Regions from separate parts of the Sus scrofa genome. Here regions 1 and 2 are each linked to region 3. A link is a contact called in public HiChIP or PLAC-seq data. All regions are on one chromosome and are shown on one strand. Each heading gives the region's core, a stretch centred on a gene start, on an enhancer-like site or on the middle of the called end of the contact. The rest is flanking DNA. Distances are from core to core; before and after follow the strand shown.

What was found. HiChIP or PLAC-seq counts read pairs in DNA pulled down with a chosen protein or histone mark.
Region 1: a contact with region 3 is called in an H3K27ac HiChIP or PLAC-seq map of skeletal muscle. The contact joins the promoter of WRAP53 here to the promoter of ELP5 in region 3. A contact is called at or near these places in 1 of 5 promoter capture datasets (liver), 3 of 47 Hi-C or Micro-C datasets (epiblast stem cells and skeletal muscle) and 2 of 2 datasets of contacts at active chromatin or transcription factors (alveolar macrophages and skeletal muscle).
Region 2: an H3K27ac HiChIP or PLAC-seq map of alveolar macrophages shows a contact between it and region 3. The contact joins the promoter of FXR2 here to the promoter of ELP5 in region 3. A contact is called at or near these places in 2 of 47 Hi-C or Micro-C datasets (blood and heart right ventricle) and 2 of 2 datasets of contacts at active chromatin or transcription factors (alveolar macrophages and skeletal muscle).

The regions. Positions count from the first base shown.
Region 1 is chr12:52,953,308-52,956,007 of Sscrofa11.1, forward strand. WRAP53 (telomerase Cajal body protein 1) reads left to right here and starts at 1,367. Exons shown (of 10, transcript XM_003131944.4): 1 at 1,367-2,106; 2 at 2,254-2,352; 3 at 2,459-2,570. The coding sequence starts at 1,703. TP53 (tumor protein p53) reads right to left here and starts at 479. Exons shown (of 11, transcript NM_213824.3): 1 at 368-479.
Region 2 is chr12:52,901,905-52,904,604 of Sscrofa11.1, forward strand. FXR2 (fragile X mental retardation syndrome-related protein 2) reads right to left here and starts at 1,353. Exons shown (of 17, transcript XM_003131974.5): 1 at 1,132-1,353.
Region 3 is chr12:52,604,778-52,607,477 of Sscrofa11.1, forward strand. ELP5 (elongator complex protein 5) reads left to right here and starts at 1,363. Exons shown (of 8, transcript XM_003131929.4): 1 at 1,363-1,884; 2 at 2,044-2,104; 3 at 2,190-2,270. The coding sequence starts at 1,839.

The DNA of each region.
Region 1 (2,700 bases), core at 117-2,616, 350 kb after region 3:
AGCCTCGGACCTTGATGCTTTGTGTGTCTTATTAAGGGCTCCCCCACACCGGGTACTGAAATGGGGTGGTGGCGGTGGTGGGGAAGAACCCCTTAGGCAGGCTCAAGTTTTCCCCAAAGCCCCACTACCCGGCGCAGGTGTTCAGCTTTTTAGTTCGGTTGGTCCTAACATCCCTATCATCTACACTCAGGCCTCCCAACATTGCATTCCTCTGTTGATGCCGCTAGAAGAACTTCCATTTCCCCCCCCCCCCCAAATCACTAAATCTTTCGCTCCACCTCCATCCTCCTTTCTTCTGAGCTGAAAATACACAGACCCGAGAGCCCATGACTCATAGAGTATTCATCAGGCTCAGTTAAGAGCTTACCCGAAGCTCAGGAGAGCGTGTCACTGTCCTGGGATGCACGCTCGAGACGGGACGTCAGGTGACCCCGGAGACCAGCAGCTACCTGCGCCAAGGATGGTGGCCCTGGACTTTTGAGGAGCTCAAAACTTTTAGCGCCAGTCCGAGCACATGGGAGGGGAAAATCCCAATCCCAGCAACCATCGCGAGACTCCTGGCACAAAGTCGCCATGACAAGTAAGGGCAAGCAATTACCCTGCGGGCGGTGGCGACGGACGGAGGTGGTGAGGGTGAGGGGAGTCAGGATTCCTGCTGTGTTGGTTTTGTAGCTACTGACAGTTTGCGGTGAAGAAATTCGACAACCCAGATCTGTGAGAACAGAATTGGTGGAAACCATTTTGAAAGACTTGTCCCCGAGTCAGACATGAAGGTGAAAGAAAGACAGCCTTTGCACCTTTTGCCTGGAACTCTGCTCTCCCAGATGGCTGGATAGTTCCTCATTAGCTAAAATGTCAATTTTTAGGAAGACCTTCCTTAATGTTCCAAGCTAACGTATTCTCCTAGTTACGTTGTATCACACTGTCTTGTTTAATTTCCTTCCTAGACCCTATCACGTTTTGAAATAATTTGTTCCTTGCCTTCAATACACAGCAACCTAAGCGTTAGGAGAGCAGAGACCTTGCCTACTATCTTATTCATTCTTGTCTTTTCCAGTACAGTACTGGGTAGCAAAGAAGAGCTCAATGATAAATATTTATTGAATGAATGAAAAGAGACGGAGGTCTGAGGAGTTGAGATGCAAAACAGGTTCAAACCCCGTAAAAACAAATATAGCGCTCGCGCCCTCTGCAGGTGGGGAGGGGAGTAGGTGCTTGAAGAATGATAGCGCGAGGAGCTCAGACACATCTCCCTGACTCAGAAGCTCTCGGACTACAAGTCCCAGCAGGCACTAGGAGATTCAGGACTGGAGGGGAACGGTAACCCGTGACCTGTTACGTCCCTGCCCCGCCCCTCTTGTGGGTCGCCCGCGAAGTCTGATCCGGGATGCGGAGGTCCAATCGAATGGTGGGCCCAAATCCCGCGAGAACAGGTGGCGCGTAGCCACCGACAGGGCTAAGGATCGCCGAGCTCTCCAACATTCCTGTTCGCCCGCCTCGCCTCGCGAGGCCTGGGGGCGGGGGGCTGTTTTCTGTCCTATCCCGGGAGCAGAAAGAAGGCACTGCTGGGTTTCTCCAGTTCTGCGTCCGGATCCGTGCGAACTTACGGCGGTCTCTGCCGTTCCGCAGGCCCGGCAGCTGGTAGCCGGCGGGAAGAGGATTGCCTGGCCGCGGCCAATGTTTGCCGTGCTTCCTCTGCAGTATGAAGACCCCGGAGGCGCCAGTGTTAGCTCCGGACTGCCTTCCTTCAGACCAGGCCCCAGCTGCAGCCCGTCTCTCTCCTCAGGCTTCCTCGATGGATAAAAATACGAACCCTGAACAGACGCCACCGCCACCCGATGGGGATGATGCGCCCCGGATATCCCCGGATCCTGGAGCTGGCTCGGCCGTGTCCCAGGAGCTGGGGGAAGGGGACCCAGCTTCTCTCTCCACTCCGTTGGAAGCTGAGTTTGATACTCCTAGTGAGTTGAGCCCTCGAATCGAGGAGCAAGAACTTTCTGAAAAAGTGAGCCTTCCTGCAGAAGAAACGAACAAGCCAGAGTTGGGGCCGGGAGAAGACATGGAAGATGTGTCTGAGGAACCCGCTCCAGAGGATGAGGGATACACGTAAGTGCTGATGGCAGTTGGCTCAGGAATCTGAGGAGGTTGGAAATGTGAGATATATCTCATCCGCCAGTCCTCAGCCCCACTTCTCCAGGCCCATTTCTCCTTGGCTTTGGCGACCCAGGTTTGTCTTCCCCATCTTCCTTCCAGCACTTGGAACTACAGCTTCTCGCAGCTACCCCGGTTTCTTAGCGGTTCCTGGTCAGAGTTCAGCACCCAACCTGAGAACTTCTTGAAAGGCTGTAAGTGGTAAGTAAGGATGAGGAGGGGGCTCACCTCTGCCACAGGTCTGCTCAGCTCAAGCCCAACACTCGCAAGATACAGGTCTATCCAGGCTTCTCTCTCCTACTCCTAGGGCCCCTGATGGTTCCTGCATCCTGACCAATAGTGCTGATAACGTCCTGCGGATTTATAACCTGCCCCCAGAGCTGTACAGTGAGGGGGAGCAGCTGGAATACGCAGAAATGGTAAGGGTAGGGACTAACTGCCCCTTCCTCAGCCAGGGCACTTTTAAGTCCTGCCTGTAGATGGAGAAAGTACAGTCCACATGTTTCCTGTCACAAACAGGGTATTTTTTCACCGTGAGTTTCCACAGGT
Region 2 (2,700 bases), core at 103-2,602, 300 kb after region 3:
AATGCCTGAGAGGCAATTGGGGTCTCCCTCTGGCTTAATCTAAGTGGGAAAACCCCTCCTACAAAAAAAAAAAAATGGATTCAGAACAGATAAAGAAGGCGATAATAAAAGGAGTTCTAAAAAACCAAATCCCAGGCAACGGAGGGAGCTGAAATAAGTAAACAATGATCTTTTAAAGATAGTCAGCTGCTCCTAAAAAAAAAAAAAAAAAAAAAAAAAAAGGAAAGAAAGAAAAAAAAAGGCTATCAGATTCCCAAATTGGGTGAGTTGGCTAAAAGTCTTCCAGAAGTGGAAAGAAATGCTTTAAATAAACAGAGAATCCTCATGAGAGCCCCTTTTAGAGATCAGGGCTATGAAGCTCACACTCCTTAGGATGAAACTATCCGAAGGATCTAAATGTATCCGAGGTCAAAGTGAGATGACAAACACAAAACCACCCCTAGGGAGAACGGTAGACCAGCTAATCTTGGAATAAAGGGGTGGGGTGAGAGACTTGTGAAAAGATGCCACCTTATGGCTACGAGGCAACTTGACTGGTACAGCCCAGAGTTCCTGAGGTCAAAGATACTAAATGTCATAAACAGATTCTGACCGTTTCTCCTTGGGTTGGGAACAGAAATATAAGATGAAAGTGGGGTGAGTCTTTCAGAGCCAGTAGGCAGAGGCCTCTCCGAGGAAGATGAAAGGATCTAATATGGGACGGCCTTCCCAAGGGGGCAATAGGGGAGAATAAAGAGAATTCTCCATGTGCTAGGACTGTGGGGAAGACGTGATGAAGATCTAAGGTATGTCTTCTACTAGGAGACAGGAAAAGTCAATGAGACGCTGGGTAAATGGGGTCTCTTCTGGGAGGTGGGGGGGGGGCGCTGATCTAAGCACAATTAATACCCTGATGTTCTTTCCTGAGATGCGGGTGAAGGCAGGCGGAATAGACGGGCCAAACATAAGACGAAGGGGTTTAAGTTCCAGAGGTCTCCCCCCCCACCACCCCGAGGGCTGCGGGTGGGAGCAGGTCTAAGGCTCTAAGGGTCGGGGCTTAGCTCCAGAACCTCAATGCCGCCCCACTCTTCCCCGCTCCGGCTGGAGAGAAGGGGCTGAAGACCCGCGTTCCTGGCCGGCGCGCCGCCTCACCTTGTAGAAGGCCCCGTTGGAGCCGCGCACCTCGACGGGCAGTCCCGGCTCCACATCCCCCCCGAGGCCAGGCCGCCCATGGCGCCGCCACCGCCTCCGACTCCCCCGGCGGCGGCTGCAGCAGCGCTCTGAGTACGGGCCGGGCCAGGTCCCCGGCGTCTCCCCGGAGGAGGAGCCGGAGGGGGAGCCGCGGGGGGCGGGAGCCGGGCCGGCCCCACGGCGGCCCTGCCACAGCCAACGAGCAGGGGGCCGGGGCCGGGCCGCTCCCCGTCCGCCGCCGCCGCCTTGGTCTCCGCCACCGTGAGGGAATCGGCCGCCGCCGCCGCTGCCTTCGTCACCTCAGCTTCCGCCCGCCGCCGCCCCCGCTGCTGCCTCAGTCCCGGGACCCGCTGCTGCCGCTGCCGCTCCACGGCCTCCACCTCCCCCTGCCGCCGCCGCCTACTGCGCAGGCGCACCGGGCACCCGCCCGCCGCGCGCGGGCCCCGAGGGCCACGGCGCAGGCGTCAAGGCTGGCGACCCAGCTCGCGCTCGCCAGCGCACCAGGGCTTCCACACTTCTTTTCACTCTCTCGCGCCCCCTCCTGGTCGCGTACTTGCGCTTGCGCAGAACCAGACTGGCTCTCTTTCTCCGTCCCCCCCACCATTCCACCGCCCCCATCTCTTCCTTTCCCCGCCCCACAACACTGAGAGCTAACCAATCATGGGGAGGGAGGGACCGAGCTCACTCAATCGGATTGGATTTCTGCTGCTCCAGGTCAGACCACACCCCCTTCACCACAGTGCACTCCACCGGGCTTGAACAAGTTAGGGATGGGCATGCGCCTGAATGATTGCTTGGTCACTTTCCCCACCTTTGTCTTTCTTGGTGCGCACGCTCCAAATGGGAAAAAAAAAAAAGTCGAAATGCCCCCCCAAAAAAGAGCCTGGTGCGCATGCGCCGGGTTTTACGGTCCACACGCCAGTCTGGACTCTTCTGATCGCCTGTAACTGTGCGATGAGGTTAAAGTCTTCTTGCCTTAAGAAGATTCTGATCATGCATATGATGAAAGGTTAGAAAAGAATTTCAAGGCAGTACCAAAAGGCAAATGCAACTTAGGTTATTAGCACAAGATTTGAATCTAAGTGTTGAGGATATTCAAAATAGGAAATATTAGTACAGAGAAAGGATGGTAGAGGGAAAACTTTGGATTCTTAAACCAAGGTAAGTAAGAAATTTAGGTAGAAGTGAATAAAATAGCCCAGAAACTAGAATCCTGTGTTGTACAATTAATCATTTAACAAATATTTATTTAGCCCTCCCTGTGTTCCAATTACTGTGTTAAGTGGTAAAGATACAAAGACATAACGTCCCCAAAACAAGGATTTTATAACATATTGAGGAAGAGGCAGGCAGTTAAACAAGTTTAAACAAACAAGCGCATGGAGTCCATCTGAAGATGTGATAAAGGAATACAGTGGTGCAGAGGAGCAGAAAGAACATGTCCTTTGGGGAACCACAACTAGTTCAGAGCGTTTGGCTACACCCTGAAGTACTTGTAAATCAGATTATGGAGAATAGCTCTCTTTTATC
Region 3 (2,700 bases), core at 113-2,612:
TCACATATGCCTTCCCACCCACCCCCACACCCTTGGCACACGAGCCTGTCTCTCCCCGGTTCTAAGATCAAACACACACGGAGGTTTCAAATAATAGGAGGGTCTCTAACAAGCCCACATCAACAGATCTGCTGCCATCAAACAGGTGTTCCCCGCCTCTCGGTTTCTTTAGCAACAGCTCCAGCTTTCTTAAAGAGCGCCCCACCCACCACCCTATCCCCCAAGAATTGCCAAACCCTGTTCTCGTCGAGCCCCCCCCACCGCGCCCCCACACTCCTCACGTCTGTTCTGCTACAAGGGTCTTCTTCCTTCGGCCCATCCCACCCTAAGCCCAGCTATGGGTGCTCTAATTCTCTAGCGGGAGAAGCCGCCGCCAGGACTCGGTTCCTAGGCCCAATCACAGGCCCGACACTTTCCGAAAACCCCAGAACACAGCTGACACAGAGGTCCCCACCACCACCAGCGCCCACCCAGGCTCACCGTGCGGATCTGCCTCCGCAAAAGGTAAATGAAGAAGCTCCAGAGCTTGGCGGCGAAGGCCACGAACGTGCGCAGCCCCAGCAGACACTGCGTCCGCATCATCCCGATGACCCCGGCACCGCCGGCCCCGGGGCCCCCGCGGCCCAGCTCCGCCAGCCCCCCGGGGGCAGCCCCCCGCCACCGGGAGGGGGAACGGGGGCCCCGAGTGGCAGGAGAGGCTGCAGAGAGGGGCAGGGAGCGGGCGGCTCAAAAAGCCACCCCCGACGAGGGGAAAGCCCAGCAGAACGGGGAGCTGGGGGACAGGCGTGGGCAGCCCGCGGGGGCCCACATGGGCGGGGAGTGACACCGACGGCTTCGCGGAGGTTGCGGGCCGAGACAGGTTGGGCCACGACGGGGTCCTCCGAGACCAGGAGGGAAGGGATGGAGAATTGGGGGAGGGGGCTGTGGGGGAGGGGGCTAGGGAGAAGGGAGGGAGGGAGAAGGAAGGGGGAGGGGAAGAGGGAAGCGGAGGGTGGCCCGCTGCGCACGCGCGCTAGGGGGCTGCCCGCGGGAAAGGGGCGGGCGGGGGCAGCGGCGCGCGAAGGGCCGCGCCAGCGGCGGCGAACGGGTGGGCTGAGCGAGAGAGCAGGGAAGGAGGGGAGGGGGAGCCGAAGCGCGCGGATTGCTGGACCGGAGCGGCCTCCCCCTCCCCGAGATCGGGGGTGCCTCAGCCGCTGGGGAGAGGGGCTGCAGCCTCTGCAGCTGGATTTCCCACTCTGACAGGCGCCATTTTACCGCCCAAAGGGCTCCCTCCTCCTTTCTTCCCCCCTCCTCTTCCCCTCTGACACTACTTCCGGTGGTGACGTGTATTCGCTTCACCGGGACCGAAGTTCTCCGGGCTCGGTCTGTAGGGGTGGGAATAAAGGAAGCGGAGGTGCCCCCAACAAGGCTCCAGTAGGCGCATGCGCAGAGGGTGGCAATGGGGCGGGGCCTGGAGCAAAGCCGGCCCGCCTCGGAGGGCGGGGGCGGGGCAGGGTGTCGTCACTTGCCCCCGAGACTCTGACGGCGGGACCTGCTCCTGCGGCCACCTCCCCCTCCCACAAACAACTGCCCCAACGGCTCTTCCTGCCCTGGTCACGGTAAAAATGTAGAGAGGGGCCTCGTCCCTACATCTGTGCACCAGGGCTCAGGAGGGGCCGCTCTGCGTCAGTGCCCCCGAAATAATGAACCTAATCACCTCTCCAGAGTATGCCTGGTCTTAGCCTTGAGAGGGATCGGAGGGATCGTGGGTGCCCCGCCCCCTTCGTTTATAGGGGGCGGGGCGGTGGAGCGTGACGCCATCAGAGGGCGTCTGAAGAGGGTCGGGACGCGTGTTGGAAATGTTGGAGTCGCTGTTGGCTTTTGGTGGCCTGGTGCTCCTGCGGGGTGAGGATCACAGGGACAGGGCCTTCCGAGTAGGGCACAAGGGGCGGAAGTGGAGAGGAAAGACCGTGGGTCACAGCCAGGGGTGGAGGGCGCGACTGGTTCTTGAATGCTGGAAACCTCAGTGTTCTCCGGTTGCTTATCGTCCCTCGCTCTCCCCAGACTCCGTAGAGTGGGAGGGGCGCAGTCTCCTGAAGGCACTTATCAAGAAATCTGCACTGCGGTGAGTATCTCGCAGAGTCTCGCTGTCCTCCCCGGAAAGGGAGCGTGGGCTCCACTCTTTGACGCTCCCCCTTATCTCTGCTCAGTGGAGAGCAAGTCCACATCCTGGGCTGTGAAGTGAGCGAAGAAGAGTTTCGTGAAGGTTTTGACTCCGACGTCAACAGACGGTAGGTACCATTGGGAGGGTTTTGATTTAATTGGATTTGGAACCTCTTTTGCTGAGGAACGTCCCTTTCAGCACCAGTATGTAGTAGTTGCTACTTAAAATATTTATTGAATGGATGGATGTGGGTTTTTTCAGGAGATGGGAATTAGTAAGAGGAATGGTATCTGGGAGTTCCCGTCGTGGCTCAGTGGTTAATGAATCTGACTGGGAACCATGAGGTTACGGGTTCGATCCCTGGCCTTGCTCAGTGGGTTAAGGACCCGGCGTTGCCGTGAACTGTGGTGTAGTTTGCAGGCGCGGCTCAGATCCCACATTGCTGTGGCTGTGGTGTAGGCCAGCGGCTACAGCTCCGATTAGACCCCTAGCCTGGGGAACCTCCACATGCCAAGGGAGCAGCCCTAGAAAAAGGCAGAAAGACCAAAAAAAAAAAG